2 separate regions of the Rattus norvegicus genome follow, and region 2 is linked to region 1. A link is a contact called in public Hi-C data. All regions are on one chromosome and are shown on one strand. Each heading gives the region's core, a stretch centred on a gene start, on an enhancer-like site or on the middle of the called end of the contact. The rest is flanking DNA. Distances are from core to core; before and after follow the strand shown. Region 1 overlaps Slc41a2 (solute carrier family 41 member 2). Region 2 holds the start of Chst11 (carbohydrate sulfotransferase 11).

The links. A called contact is a pair of places that touch in the nucleus more often than the background predicts.
Region 2: a contact with region 1 is called in a Hi-C map of the Rat2 cell line, with 8 times the contacts expected there. The contact joins the promoter of Chst11 here to the enhancer-like site in region 1. A contact is called at or near these places in 3 of 12 Hi-C or Micro-C datasets (the A7r5 cell line, the Rat2 cell line and Schwann cells).

What each region holds. Positions count from the first base shown.
Region 1 is chr7:22,361,082-22,368,736 of GRCr8, reverse strand. All of the region lies in intron 10 of Slc41a2 (solute carrier family 41 member 2), which reads right to left. Among named protein-coding and RNA genes, the nearest start is that of Slc41a2, 94 kb to the right of the region's middle. Within about 2 kb of position 4,311, at least 6 of the 93 cell types and tissues checked have an H3K27ac peak or open chromatin away from gene starts, as enhancers often do.
Region 2 is chr7:22,626,953-22,634,607 of GRCr8, reverse strand. It overlaps Chst11 (carbohydrate sulfotransferase 11), which reads left to right and starts at 4,167. Exons shown (of 3, transcript NM_001108079.1): 1 at 4,167-4,651. The coding sequence starts at 4,534.

The sequences.
Region 1 (7,655 bases), core at 3,062-5,561:
GAGGGAGGGAGGGAGGGAGGGAGGGAGGGAGACACAGAGAGAGAGAGAGACAGAGACAGAGACACAGAGAGACAGAGACAGAGACAGACAGAGAGACCAAGTCTCAAAACAAAGCGGGGGAAATAGAGGGAATGACATCCAAGGTGGTCGGTCCTCGGGCCACACAGACACACACAGGCATCCACACAAGCATCAAGCATGAATGAAACACATACAAGACAATGTAATAAAAATGTTTGTGTGCCCCTGATTTATTAGGTGTGTGTGTGTGTGTGTGTGTGTGTGTGTGTGTGTGTGTGTGTGTGTGTGTGTGTGTGTGATGGCACATGGATAGAGCTCAGAGGACAAGTCGGTTCCCAGGATGGCGATGCCAGGTCGAGCACCTTTAGGGCAAAGGTGACGGTAAGACAGACTGTCCAGTCACAGGAGCGGACACGGGTCACTCTCCTGGAGGACAACAGTCAGCAGGTGTCATATGCAGATCCCATGCAGAGGACAACCGTCTGTATGTGTTACATGCAGATTCCATGCAGAAACAATGTCCTGCTCTCTTCTCATTCCCTGAAGTACCAGGATAGAAGGAGAAACTTTTCAGGGCTAAGGAAAGGGGCCTCTCCTGTTCTCAGGTCCCTGGGTATTCCCATAGGATCAAAAGCAAAACCTCAGGGTCCTTATGGAAAGCTAGAGAAACTCCTTGGCGTATACTGAGAGGGAAGCAAAGAGCTGTTCTGAAAGCCAAGAGCTGGACAGGACCTGGCGGAGAAGGCCTGTACTGTCTCAGGTCAGACCCGTGGCCACAGACAGAGTGTACCATGAACGGCAAAGGACAGGCCTGTGTGACAATGTATCAAAAGCCTAAGGTTGACAGTAAAGAGCTGCAGCTCTGTAAAGCACAACACTTTAATACAGATCCCAGACATTAAAAATAACACAGTATCCATACATCAGCACAGGTGCAGAGAGCCAGCCACAGGTCAGGGTGCCGATAGCGAGGAGTGGAATGAAGTTGAGTAGGAGTGGCGTGTGGGTGGCACTTACATGTGGCTGGCTCTGGCACTGTACACAATGCCATCTAAGGCTGCCCCAGTGCCTACCTCATACAGCCTCCACCACTGTCAGTCGGCACCGACAGCTCAGAATTTAAAGGTGACTGTAACAGAAGTGTGAGCGCCGGTCCTAACACCGCCAAGTGCTGTGACCTTTCCTCCGTGCCTCGGTTCTTTAGAATGAGTGGACTTGCCTTTACAGTGCGTTCTAACTGTAAACTACGGAGGGAAGAGCCTCTGTCACACATGGTCACACATACGTGGTGACCTCTTCTGTGTGCTCTCTCTTCCAGATTCTTACCCCATGTGCGCTGTTCAACAGGCCCCAGAGTCAAGTCAGCTTCTTATGTGATTTCTCTTAAAAGACGATGTAATGACTTTAAACAGGTTTACATTTTTAAAACTTTTTTTTTCAGGTAGGCAAAATATTTTCATGCTTTCTCGGATCTCTGGGTATAAATTACAAAAATCGCGGTGAATATCAGAGCCTTCTTAATGCAATATGTTTTGCCTCAAAATTAAATCATTCATTAAGGAACAAACGCTTTCACAGCAGACACCAAACCGAGGGTACACCGTGTTTTAACATCGCCTGCTCTGTATGAAATATTCATGCCTCCTCTGGGTAAATATGCCTTCTAAAAGGCAACTTTGTAGCCCTGGCTAATTATGCAAGTTATAAATGCGCTGCTTAGAATTTAAATAAATATGTGAGCACAAGAATATATATTTGCTTTGGCCGCTATTGCCTTTCTCGCCGGCTCCTCCTTGAGCTCAGATCAACATTCGCATGCATTAGCAGTCCTTCAGAGCCGTGGATGCCAACCAGAGGCTGTACCGTGTGAAGAAGGAGCCTGTACTGTGTGAAGAAGGGTGACTGCTTTGGAGGAGGAAGGCTCAGGAATGTGACACAGATAAACCTCAGAAACAGCAATGAGGACAGTCCTTCCCAACTCAGAACTTTGCAAAGGCTGAATTCATGCCCTCTGAAACACAGGCTGTCTCCAGGCTGAAAACCACCCACTGAATAAACCACTGAAATACTAGAGAGCAGCTAGGATTTAAATGGCAGGGAGTCACTCAGGATTGGCAGTGGGGCAGGAATTCAGTCTCCTCCGATACTTAGATAAAGCGTCTTTCTGATCTGACACGTCTTGATGAGGTTTTTGTGGGAGTGCTGCTTAGTTCTGACAGGCGACAGGCTTTGCTCTTGAGGACTATGGTGGGCACTGTCGTCTTTATCTGCAGAGGGGAAACTTGGATAGAGAAAGGCTATGTGAGTTGTCTGGTCAGGGAACCACAGAGAATAAGTCCAACTGAGGCTGTTGAACTCCAAAGCCTACACTGTCCCCCACCCCATCCCAGGCTGGCTGTGAGGAACAGAGACTGAAAGCAGCCAGGAAAATAAAGGTTTCTACCTGTAGATAAATACGAGGCACGGCCAGATCCAAGCCTTAGACAGACACCCCTCCCAGATGAGCATCATGAGACGACTTCATTGCAAACAAATCGTTCATTGAGAACTTCGAATGCTTATCGAATTTTGAAAAACAATGTCTTTTTGCTGTTGTTGTTTTATTTTTGAGACAGGGTCTTTTTGTACAGCCTTGGCTGTCCTGGAACTACCTCTGTAGACCAGGCTGGCTTTGAACTCACAGAGATCCTCCTGCCTCTGCCTTTTAAGTGCTGAGATTAAAGGCCTGTGCCACCACCACCTGGCTATAGCACTGTTGTGTAAAAGCATCACTGAGCTGGCAGGAAATCTCAGAGGTCTCTGAGGAGTGGGACACGGCATGTGGAGGCTGCTGGCCCTGAAGGATCTGCAAGACCCAAAGGCTTTAGACAGGCTGCGTCACTGGACACAAACCACGCCCAGCCGTCTGTGCTCTCTGCCCCTCTGGTTTGGACAGAAGCATGGGGCAGAGAGCAGAAGGTAAAAAGAACATCTTCCCCGTGTGGGGCATCTAATAGAAGGTGCAAGGACTAGAAAGGAACTACCCTGTGTAAGGTGTAAACGCCATCTGCAGGGGAAGGTGGGAAACGAGTCTGACCACACACAGAGAAAAAAAAGACCATCCCTCAGAAAACCCCCTAACTGCAAGTTAGGACCCGAACCCAGCATCAGATGGCCACATGGCCTTGTCTCTGCACTGATGCTCTGGCCCGTGTGGTGGCAAAAGGTGGAAGGTGAGGACTTTGTGACTTCCACACGTGCATCAGGGCACACATGCATCTGAGTTCACTCGTGACCTCTATGGTAGATGGAGAGGACTCTTGCAAATAAGTTCTCTGGTCTACACGCATGCATGCACGCATGCACACCATACGATACATAAACAAATGTCATTTTTCAAGATACAAGCTGGGCTGGGTCATGATTGCTGGCATTCTGCCACCGTTCTCATTCTCACACGAGCATTTAAACACAGACCTTTGTTCACAGACTTCACAGATGTTTGCCTAAGTCAAACCGCCTAGGAAAACACTTCTTCACTCTTGATTGTTTAGCTTCAACACAAGAGTGCAGAGTCCCCAGTGTAGTCTTCAATCCAGGTATCCCCCGACCCCCACACTTCTGAGGAAGAAGCAGGAGGATCAGGGGTTCAAGGTCATGATCAGCCAACCTTGGCAGCCTGCAACCACACCTCGAAACAACCACACAGCCTCCACCATTAATGCCTGCATAGAGCCTTTAATGTCAGTATATGTACTAATTGTTATTTTCTTTTTGGTTTTATGTTTATACTTGAAAAGTCATGACTGTTAGACAGCACAAAACGCTGCTAAAATATGCATGTATTTTGGAGAGAGGAAAAAGTGACATTTTCTTTCATAGGGCTACAATTTACTGTGCATTTAAAACTTGATTTGAGGGGTTAGGGGCGTGGCCCAATGGGCGTGACTTACTGCACTGGAGGCCTACAGTTCAAATCCCTAGCATGAAGAGATGGCTCAGTGGTTAAGAGCACTGGATGCTCTTCCAAGGGACCCAGGTTCAAGTCCCAGTACTGACAGGGCAGCTCACAAGTGGCAGTAACTCTAATCCAAGGGTATCTGCTGCCCTCTTCTGGTCCTTGAAGGCACAGCGTGCACACGGTGCACAGACGTGTAGGCAAAAAATACATGAAATAATAGAAAAACGAAAAGAAAATTTAGAAAGTGAAGAAATTATCTAATATCCACACAGGAACATGATCTAACAGAGAAACGTATGAGTAAGAGCTAACACAACTCTCGGAAACAATGACTACAGAGAAAAATCCTAAGAATGTACTCAGTGTGGCTCTATCCAGAGCACACCAGAGAGAGCGAGCCAGATACAGCCCAGCACGAGGAGACACACAGCCAGGAGCCTATGCAAGACGGTAACAAAAGGGGGGTTCATAGCTAATAAAGAAAATCCTGTGTTCTGGAGGCCGAGGCAGGAGGATTACAAATTGAGACCCAGCTTGGACTATATGAGCAGCTGCAATCTCAGAAACAACACAATGACAGAAACAACTTTAGGAACATTTTTGACACAAGGCTGGAAAGCTGAAAAGACTGTACAAAAGGACAGAATGGAAGAAAACCATGAACTGAGAACACTGCTCTTGTATTCATGGAAGGCCTCCGCAGTTGGAACACAGCAGAGGCCAGCCAGTTCTCTGGACAAGAGGAAGAGACACTAATTAATCCAGTTAGCACTCTGGAAATGGTAATGAGGCAGCGGGACAGCTCTCAGAAGTCAGCAGGCGGGAAAGCGTGGCAGCCTCAGCTTGTATCTCGTGTCCCAGGTCTGTGCTCTAACTGCACACGTGTCCCAGGGTCTGTGACTGTAACTGCACACGTGTCCCAGGGTCTGTGACTGTAACTGCACACGTGTCCCAGGGTCTGTGGCTCTAACTGCACACGTGTCCCAGGTCTGTGGCTCTAACTGCACACGTGTCCCAGGTCTGTGGCTCTAACTGCTCACGTGTCCCAGGGTCTGTGACTGTAACTGCACACGTGTCCCAGGGTCTGTGGCTCTAACTGCACACGTGTCCCAGGTCTGTGGCTCTAACTGCTCACGTGTCTGAACACCAGGGGCTTGGGCAGGAGCTATGGTGCCAGATACAACTACATTTGACTTGGCTCCAGGAATATTAAAACATACGAATGCTTCCACACTATCGAACTGTGACGTACCAGGAGCGTGATGGGGACGGACACTGAGTCCCTTCTGAAACTAAGATCAAGATGAACCTTCAAAGGCTCAGAGAGGGGGTGCAGATGATCTGAGCCAAAGGGTGACTAGGGACATCGGTCCACGCACTCTGTCACTCGGCTCAGATGTTAAGCATGCACATGGCTGCGATGCCTCTGTTACTGGTACAAGGCTGTACCTGTCCTTGTGGAGCAGAGCTTGTGGCTTCAGGAAACGTCAGTTCGTTTAAGGTGTGCGATTCTGGTCTTCAACTGCTCTGTCACTGCTCTGTGGGAAGAGCTTTGCCAAACGTTTCGCCTCTCACCAACACTAGACAGACTCAGTGTATCTTTAACAACTGTGGTTATTTATGACTAACCTGTAAGACACACCAGTGAGATGTCTGGAGAATTCTGAGAATAAGACACGGCTTTCAAAAACTAGACCCTCCATGACGAAATACTCACTTTGCAAGGATGTGTCAGCTGAGCTCGAAATGACAAATAAAAGAAGTCTCTGGAGGAGCCTGACCTGGCTACATCCCCCCATCCTTTACTCCCCTTCTCGTCCCCCCTCTCCACTCCCCACTCTGTTATCCCCCCTCTGTTACCGCCTCTCCATCCCCCTTCTCTATCCCTGCTGCTCTCCATCCCCCTCTCTCCATCCCCCCTCCATCCCCCTTTCTCCATCCCCCCTCCACCCTCCTCTCTCCATCTCCCCTCTCTCCATCCACCCTCTCCATCCCCCCTCTCCCCATCCCCCTTCTCCATTCCCTTCCTCTCTATCCACCCTCTCTATCCCCCCTCTCCCCATCCACCCTCTCCATCCCCCCTCTCCCCATCCCCCTTCTCCATTCCCTTCCTCTCCATCCACCCTCTCCATCCCCCCTCTCCCCATCCCCCTTCTCCATTCCCTCCCTCTCCATCCACCCTCTCTATCCCCCCTCTCCCCATCCACCCTCTCCATCCCCCCTCTCCCCATCCCCCTTCTCCATTCCCTCCCTCTCCATCCACCCTCTCTATCCCCCCTCTCCCCATCCACCCTCTCCATCCCCCCTCTCCCCATCCCCCTTCTCCATTCCCTCCCTCTCCATCCACCCTCTCTATCCCCCCCTCCATCCACTGGCTACCTTCCCCCCCTCTATCCACCATAGAAGTGGAGGAGACCTTTGCGGCCCTGTCAAGACCTACCTCGCAGTGGGTCACAATGGTTTGACCTATTAACTGAAGGTTTTGTGTGACTGCACAAAGCGGACAGTCCCAGGCGAGACCACTGACCCAAAGTTCCATGTCACCGTCCTTTGTGCTCTCATCTCTATAAATCCCAGTTCCTGGTCCTGGTCTCTGCTTCAGAATCAAGGTCTTCAATGCCAGCCAGGACCTAGGGAAATCTTTCTACGGAGCGTTGCACTGCCAACCAAGGCTGTCCTCCCCCAGCTCCCTGACAGACACGCCTCACCGGGCTGTGGCATGAAGGCATCGAGCCCTCGGGAAGAGCTGAGCAGTCTGAAGCCGTCAACAACAAGAAAATTGGCTCCTTACTTTGGCAAACATGCTAAATAAAACAGTTCAAGGCCCCGAAGACATGAGTTAATTTCCTTAACCCAAATAATTACAGCTAATAAATAATAATCAAAAGAACTAAAGTGGGGGCTGGGAAGATTGTTCAGCAGTTTAGGCCCAGGGTTCGATGCCCAGGACCCACAGGTCAGATCACGCCTGTCTAACGCCAGTCCCACGGTTTCTGACACCCTCACCCAGACATGCATGCGGGCAAAAAACCCAATGAACATAAAAATAAACAATTAAGATAGTAAAGTGTCTTTGAACTTTCTTTTGACCAGCACTGCTAACATTTCAGGCTGAACGGAATTTCTAAACTACAGGGAAGCAATCTGGCTGCCTGTGGAACCGCAGAGACCGACCAGGGAAGAGCCTTCCCATCCCCCCTAAAATATATCTGATTATTATTATTATTAATTTTTTTGTCTCAGCCATTTAATGTTTACTGCTCAGTGTCTCAAATGCTTTTGTCTGGATACTGTCCCAGCAGATGTTTCTACAAATGATTCAACAACAAGGAAAGAAAACACAGAAGAAAGGGTGTTAACTAACACTTAAGCTGGAAGCCTTCACAAACCCCAAGTCAAGGAGGAGCAATGGGGGGTGGGCTTGGGGGGAGGGGTGTCTGCAGGACTCTCCGTGATGAGGACCAAGGCCGGGAAGTGAGACAAACCATCCCCACACTCCTACAAGACTGGCCTGTTCTCAGCCACAGTAAGAGTAGGTGTTAGGTGGTTTTAAGCTCCTCTCATCAACAAACCGCTGGCCCCACTGAGCAAGTTCTGGGAACTACCAACCAATGGAAATCCTAGTTTATAAAGTAGCCAGCTAGGAACTAATTCTTTCCAGGAATCACACAGCAAGAGACAACTAGACAGTGAT
Region 2 (7,655 bases), core at 2,918-5,417, 270 kb before region 1:
CCCTCTATCTCTCTTTCCTTTCTATTTCCTCTCCTCTCTCCCCCTTCTTACTATCCCTTCCTCTGTGCCGATGTCTCTTGTTTCCCCCACCTTTCCCCCACCTTTTCTCTCTTCCCTTCTTTCTTTCCAGTCTGGTTCTGAAAAGCTGGCAGGGTAAGGAATAGCTTGCTCTCAGAGCCCTGTTGTGAGCGACCCGCTTGTGTATTTGCGGTTTACCTACCTGTAGAAAATTTATACCCCAAATCTCCCGGTACCGCGGGCAAATGGTTTTAAATTCAGCTCCACAAATATTGACTGTGTTCAGGCTAACTGAGTGTACTTTGTGAGAGAGGTGTCGGAGAGATGCAAATTGGAAAAACCTATCCTCGGAGGAGCCAGGGAGAGGCCCCTTGGAGGAGCCAGGGGGAGGCCCCGGGGCCATGTTCCTATGAGACACATTCACTGTCTTCCTGGAAGATGCTGAAGGGCTCTCTGTCTGCCCTGTGCTCTGGGTCCATTTCTCACTCCAACAAAGTGCAGAAAGGGGCACCGTGCCAATTTTGGAAGATTGTAACAGGACAGTACATTGTGGGCAGAATCTACGGGCATGAGACTGAGCTCGGCCTGTTGGGACCGGGTATGTACCTTGTCTGTTCACTGCTCCCAAAAGGCGCCATCTGGAACTGTGGGCTTTTGTGTTTATTTCATTCTTTTAAATCTATTTAACAAGGGCGGGGGCATACGTAGTCCATTAACTCCCCTCCCCACAAGCCGTGCTAGGCTTTCAATCCTACAAGCACATTTTGTTGTTGTTGTTGTTGTTTTTGTTTTTGGAAAATGATCAAGGCAGATCCCAGCACAGTACTGAGATGGTTCAGTACCATTCACCTCAGTAGCCACCTCCCCCAGGGCAAAATGGAGTCCAGAGACCTGATAAAGTGAGATTTGAAGAGTGAGCCGAGTCAGTGAGCAGGAAGGCAGCTCCCCACCCACGTTCCACTTGTGGTTCATAGGAGAACCACACTTCCTGACCTAGGTGTGATGCCGAGCAACCCTGTGACAGCTCCCGGCCAATAAACGACGCTCAGAAACCCCGTGTACCCCGTGAGCCTTGAGATGCTCCCACTTCTCAAGCCTTACAAACAGCAAACGTTCCAGAACAGCATCTTTCAGCCCGTGAGTTGCAACACCTTTTGGGGTTGCTTCAGAATACCGGAAGACACAGTTATTTACATTGCGACTCATGCCGGTAGCGAAATTATAGTTATGAAGTTCCAATAAAAATAATTTTATGGTTGGGGGGTCACCACAGCATGAGGATCTGTATTAAAGGGCTGCACTGGGAAAGCTGAGAACCACTGTTCTAGAAGGTGCTACTTTACCTCATCTGTGAAACATATCCAGGGTACAACCCCCTCTGCCCATCCATAGAAGATAAACGGCAACTGCAGGTGTGGCCTAGTTGCTTTAAGCCACCCAAAGTAGGGATTTTCTGTCACTGTCATATAACTTTGCCTGTCTCAACAGGTACTCTGGGGAAACAAAGCCATTTTTTTTTATTTTATTTCACTGAACTAGAGACTGAAACCCAGGGCCTCATGCGTGTTAGCCAAGTTCTCTACCATTGAGCTACCTCCCAGTTCCCAAAGCCTGGCTTTAGAAGCAGTCGTCTTACTTTGGGTCAGCACTGAAAAGATACAGTCTTTTTTCCCCCCCACCTCTTACCACTTGATTGTCCCTTTTCTTGTCAATATGGGGAAGGTAGCACAGGCAAAGGGACAACAAGGTTTGGTTAGGTCAGGGACAGAAAGAAAGCGGAGACTTCCTTCGAAGTTGGTGAATTGACACAGGAATAAGAATTAGAGCCTTTCCTCCGACTGCTAATGTGGTGTGGGCAACAGGGTCATAGCCTGTTGCCATTGGTCATGATTGTACATATGAGAGGATTCTACCTTAACTTCCTAGTCTAAGAGACAAATACCTTGCCATGTCTGTCTTCCACCCACTGTGTGCTACTTGCCCTGGGCATCAGAGTGTGGTGGAGGGAGAAGAAGACAGCTTGATCCTTTTTTTAAAAAATTTTATTTGTGAGTCAACTGTCTCTCTCTTCAGACACACTGGAAGAGGCCATTGGATCCCATTACAGAGGGCTGTGAACTCTCATGTGGTTGCTGGGATTTGAACTCAGGACCTGTGGGAAAGCAGTCAGTGCTCTTAACCGCTGAGCCATCTCTCCAGCCTGACAACTTGACCCTTTAGGATAGAGTTCTGTCTGTAGGTCACAGTGGCCGGAGGTGGGGTTGGATCTAGAGCTCACAGCACAGAGGAGGGAAGAGAATTCCAGTGAGAAATTAGAGGACACTTCCTGGCAGAGGTGGCAAGTCACCAGCACAGCTTCTTCCCACTCCTTATGTCTGGCCGACTCAGATGTTGAGGATACAGGCACAGATACCTGGCAAGGCCCACCATCTTTCTCTAGAACATGGTCCAACTCAAGCTTCTGAATCCCAAAAAGAAGCACATGTCTCACGTCTTCCTTGGGTGTGTGACTTCCCAAACTGGCTTATTACAAACACCGGGTGGTTTTCTGCCCTGGGCGAAAGGACGGAGGAAGGAAATGCATGGACATCCCTCCTCACTGTGCTTTGGTTAAAGAAGACACTAGCACCCTGGTAATGAGCGGCCCTGCAGGCACTCTGGGGGATGGATATGCCCCTGCAAGGAGCCCATTCTCCCACCCCACAAGGAGATGATACAGAGCCTACTCACGTCCTAGGGGGGACTCCCCGGGGAGTGGCTTGTATTGGAGCTCATATATCTTGGCCACCTCCAGCAAGCAACTCGTTCATAAAGGAGAAGCAGAATAATACTGGCTACATCAATATCCCAATGTAATTGACTGTCTTTTGAATCACAGGAAGGCTGCCGACTTTCCCTGCTGAGGGGGAAACTTCAGGAGAAGGAAAAGGAGGTCTCAGAGGCGGTTCTGGATACATGTATCAGAAAGCAAGTTGTGAGTCTGTCGGATTTGAGGGGAGGATAGGCCCCATTAAGTTCAACAAGAATTTATCAGTGCCTCTGTGAAGAGACGCATTCAAAGGTACAATGTCTTATGAATCGAGTTTCTGTAAATTCACTTAATGGTAAAGCGGAAAGGTCAGGCTTTACAATAACCCTGCTTTCCTGGCATAAAAAACGATCTCCTTATATTGACCTGCGCCCACCTTATTGATCCATGGCCACCCAACTACGTGGAGCTGAACATTTTAAAACATTTTACACAATGCAGGAAGGCAGCGCCATCTTTCTCTCTACCTGCCAAGGGTAAGCTGGCTTGGTTTCTCCACCCCCATCCCCCCACTCCCAGCACTTTGTTAGACTTTTAGGGGCGTCTTTTCACATCCGCCCGATTGATTCTCACGCACTTTGGATAAATTACTGAAAGCTGTACCCATTGGTGCAAACAGTTTTAAAAGCTACAAACCCTCTTTGCCTCCAGGGGTGCGGGTGAGGGCACGTGTCAGAATGGCATAGCAGCTGTCTCCAGCCCGTGGGATGCTGTGCAGTTTCCCTAACCTTGACTTTAAGTCCGCTCTCTTTAACCTCTTTGCAAAAGCAGCCCTCAAGCTGAGCTGTCCTTTGAAAGAAAAAAGAAACTGCCCAGTTTTGATCAGTGTGAGAAGGGCACCCGCTCTTAGCGGAGCGTGGGGGCAACTTCCCCTGCTAAATCGCCCAGGGATTTTAAACGATCGCGTGCCACCAGGGCCCCGTTTGCCTCGGCCACCTAACCTGCTTCTCGCCACACCGGAGAATGGGTGGCAGCACTACAGCATCTTATTCGTGGTTTTCCCCCTCCCGGTTGTGTCATGGAAACGTTCACGCAAGCTCGAGACAGCGGCCCAGCTCCGCCCAGGGACTGAGGGCTTTTGGGACCCTGCGGGAGCGTGCCGCGCACTCCGGACTCCCCGGGAAACAGCTGGACGCCACCACGTCTCGGGTAGGGGCGGGGAGGCGACGCTCCGCCCCGGCGCGGCCCCGCCCTCCCCGCTCGCCGGCGCCCTCCCCTCGCCGGGGGCTGCGAGTTGCGTTTGGTAAAACCCAGCCCTGGAATATATAGATCACTGGAGCGCAATGAAGTAGCTTTTGGCGAGGGAGGGAGGGAGGGGGGCCTGGACAGTCACTGAGGCCAGGGCACCGCGGCGGCGGCACCTTCCTTCTCGCATCCCGGTCGCCCGGCCCGCGAGGAGGCAGCGGCGGCCGCAGGCGCCAGCAGAGGAGGCGGCGGAGCATCGAGCAGAGGCGAGGCGGACCGGCAGGAGCGCGCGGCCGGGGCCACGCATCCCCACACTTGCACACCAACTCCCGCGCCTTGCACCCCCGAGACCGGAATCGGGGGCTCGGAGAGCCTCGGTGAAGCTAGCGGGAGCCAGCTCCGGAGCCCGGCCAGCTCCGTTCTGAACCTCCCGGGCGCTGGTCCCCCCGCGGCGGGGTCCCCGCTTCTGCGCTCCGGACGCGCCTCCCGGACAGCCGGGTCCCCGCGGCCAGGACAAAGCCATGAAGCCGGCGCTGCTGGAAGTGATGAGGATGAACAGAATTTGCCGGATGGTGCTGGCCACTTGCTTGGGATCCTTTATCTTGGTCATCTTCTATTTCCAAAGTATGTTGCACCCAGGTAGGGGGCGCGTTAGCGTGGTTTTGTTGGATATTTTCTTCTCTCTCGCTCTGCTTTCTGCTTCTTCCAACCTCACCTCTTCCCTCCGGCCTCTTCGGGGCTCTTTACTGCCGGGATCCGCGGGTTACGGAGTTGGGATGGGAAGAGAGAAGGTGCGCTTCCTCTTCCTCCCAGCTAGAGGTTGAGACCGCAAGGAGAGACAGCGGCGTGTGTTGCCTCCTTTTTTTCCTCCGTTTCTTTTCTTTTTTTCTTTGTGTCTTGTCTACTGGCTAGGTGGCAGAGAGAGGTAGGGATTGTTGGAAGCTCTCCGGGTCGAGGGTTGATGGGAAGACTACAAAACTCGGTGCGGGTTGCTGCTGAGGGCTGAGATGAAACAGGCACTGGCAGCCGGCTGGCTGCTCTGCAGCAGGCAGCGCTACCTCTTCCTGGTTGGGGACCCCTGGGCTAGTGGTGCACGCCCGGGCGAGGTAGTGAGTCCTTGCAGCAGCTCGGGAAGCCCCAAGCTGAGCTACCACGTGTTTCAAGCTCAGCAGCAGAGCAGGTGTGGGGACAGGGTGGGTAGGTCCCCCGCTCTTCTCTCCACCGGGTGAGATACTTGGCTCAAACACCCCAGGGTCGAGCTCCGCGGTGACCTTGCAGCTGTTGCTCTGGGGCCTGGTCTGCCATCTCCCGGCCCCAGACTCCCCCAGCTAGGGACTCCAGAGCTTTTGGGCCACACTTTGACCACCAAAGTTCTCGGAGATACTTTGCGCAGTTTCTGGACTCATTCCTCCCTGGATTCTGAGCATTTGGAGACTTCTGCAGCACAGGAACGGATCCCTCCTCATGTTCTCTCAGGCTTAGGCTAAATATCAAGTCTCCTATAGGGATAGGGAGGGTCCAGGCACCCCTCTTCCGGGGGAGTCCAGAAGGAAAGTTTGGGGCTAGATGAGCGAGGGGCACTCTAGAGTGCCCTGGCCCTGCTGTTCTGCACGGCTTAGAAGCCCAACAGGTAGGACTTTCTGAGAAGGTTCTGTAGGTTGCAACCCATCTTTAGTCTCAGGAATCCCTTTCCCCGTTTCGTCTGGATTAGCAGACCTGTGCTGGGCCACGTTGGCATCGAAGTCCAATTTTTGACGCCTCAGAGAGGCCACAATAATCATTTACTTTCCTCATTGCAGGGAGGAGGGGGGTGGAAAGACATTTCTTTCCAGAGAAATAAGGTTCGTTTTTGCCTCCCGCCTTCTTTAAGCGTATAGCTAACACTTTGAGTAGACTCAGTCACGAATTTATCAAGCCTGCTTCTTGGTGGATGACAGAGCCATAAAGCTATTCCTTGCATCTAACAGGCAGGGATTCCTTGACAGCACAGGGACAGACTGGCCCCTCTTCTTTTTGGGGCTCACAGCAGTTTGTTAAGGAGGCCTGGCTGCCAAGAATAAGGTCTTATACTACCGCATGGAACCCCGGGACACCCTAGCTAGTCCTGGTAAAAGATGGCTTTTGTTTGCAGCTCATATTTTTAGTTTAATGTCAGCAAACTCCTTACTCAAACCTGTGGTTGTGAAACTTCTGAGAGAATTTAAAAATGGACTTTGTTGGCATTCTGGGTTGCAAGAGGGTGGGACCAGACAGACGGGCATCTCAGTTGTGCCAAGCTCCTGGGGCCACCCAGGACCAAGCCAGAGGGCTAGAGGACAGGCTGGTATGCAGAGAGAACGAAGCTAGCGCTGTTTAAACAAAGGGCCCAATGATTTGGTCTAGACTTCCGAGCTGTGTTCAGGCCTATTCAAGTTTTGCTGGGCTGGTGCATGCCCGGTGATTCGCAGCAGAAATGCTTAGACCAGGAATGCACGGCAGAAATGTACCTGACCCTCTCTGCACCTGTGAATTGTCCATCAGGATCCCCTGGGTGAATGGATCCTGCCGTGAGTCGGAAAAAAAGCTTCACTGGAGACAGAGGGGAAGAAACTCACAACCTGTAACCAGTGCCTCATGTTTCCAGCTCTCATCAGAATTTATTAATGCATTAATTGACTTGGAAGTGGCTGTAGGGTTTTTTCAGTGTAGCCTTCTGGAACCACAGCCTTGTCCAAGCTTGTGGGTCACTGAATACTTGTCTTTGATTCTGCCTTGGCCCTTCCCTTTCTGGTCTCCTTTCTTTTCACTAAATGACATTTGTTTATAATTCATATCACGAGGAGCCTGCTTTTCCTGAGACCTCTTTCGGTGCCGGGCAAATGCTACTTTCAAAACGTCGAGTCGGAGACAGACCTGCAGTCGTTTGATTGAAAGTTCTTCCTTGGAATTATACACAGTGCCGCAGGACCCCGTCAGTGCTGTTAGATGGGGCATAAAATACAATCTGGAAACATTACTTTTTACCTCTTGTTTCTCATTTTGTTAATATCTACTGTTGATAGTTGAGACCAAATCTTTTTTTTTTCCTGCTTTGAATTTTTAAAATAGATTCTAAGAGAAGACGAAGACTTGTTTTAAATTACCAGGGTCTGTGGGAGAACAGTGTGTGTGTGTGTGTGTGTGTGTGTGTCCTTAACCTCGAGTCGTTCCTCCAACCCCTTAAGAATTTTTATTTTTATGTGTGGGGATGGGGTGGAACCACATGCGTGTGCACGTTCTGTGTGTGCAGATACCCGCAGAGGCCAGAAGAAGGTATGAGTCCCCCGAGAGCTGGAGTTACAGCTTGTTATGGGTCTCTTAATGTGGGTGCTGGGAGCCGAGCCTTGGTCCTCAGCACAACAGCAAACTCGTATCGGACAGCTGTCTTTCTAGCCCTGCTGCTTTGGGTTTTAAAGTGATGGAGGCTCTGAAGTCTCCTGGTACAGTCAGTCTTTTTGCCTGGGAAATCTCTCAGGATCAGCCTGGCCAAGAGGCAGAAGGGACCCCAACAGAGCCCAGACTGTGTCCCCCTAGATCTGAAGCCCTCTATCAGGAGCTCTCTGGATTCCTGTCTGTGACATAGAAAAGCAGTTCTGTGAAGGAGATGTGGGCTCTTAAGTTTCCT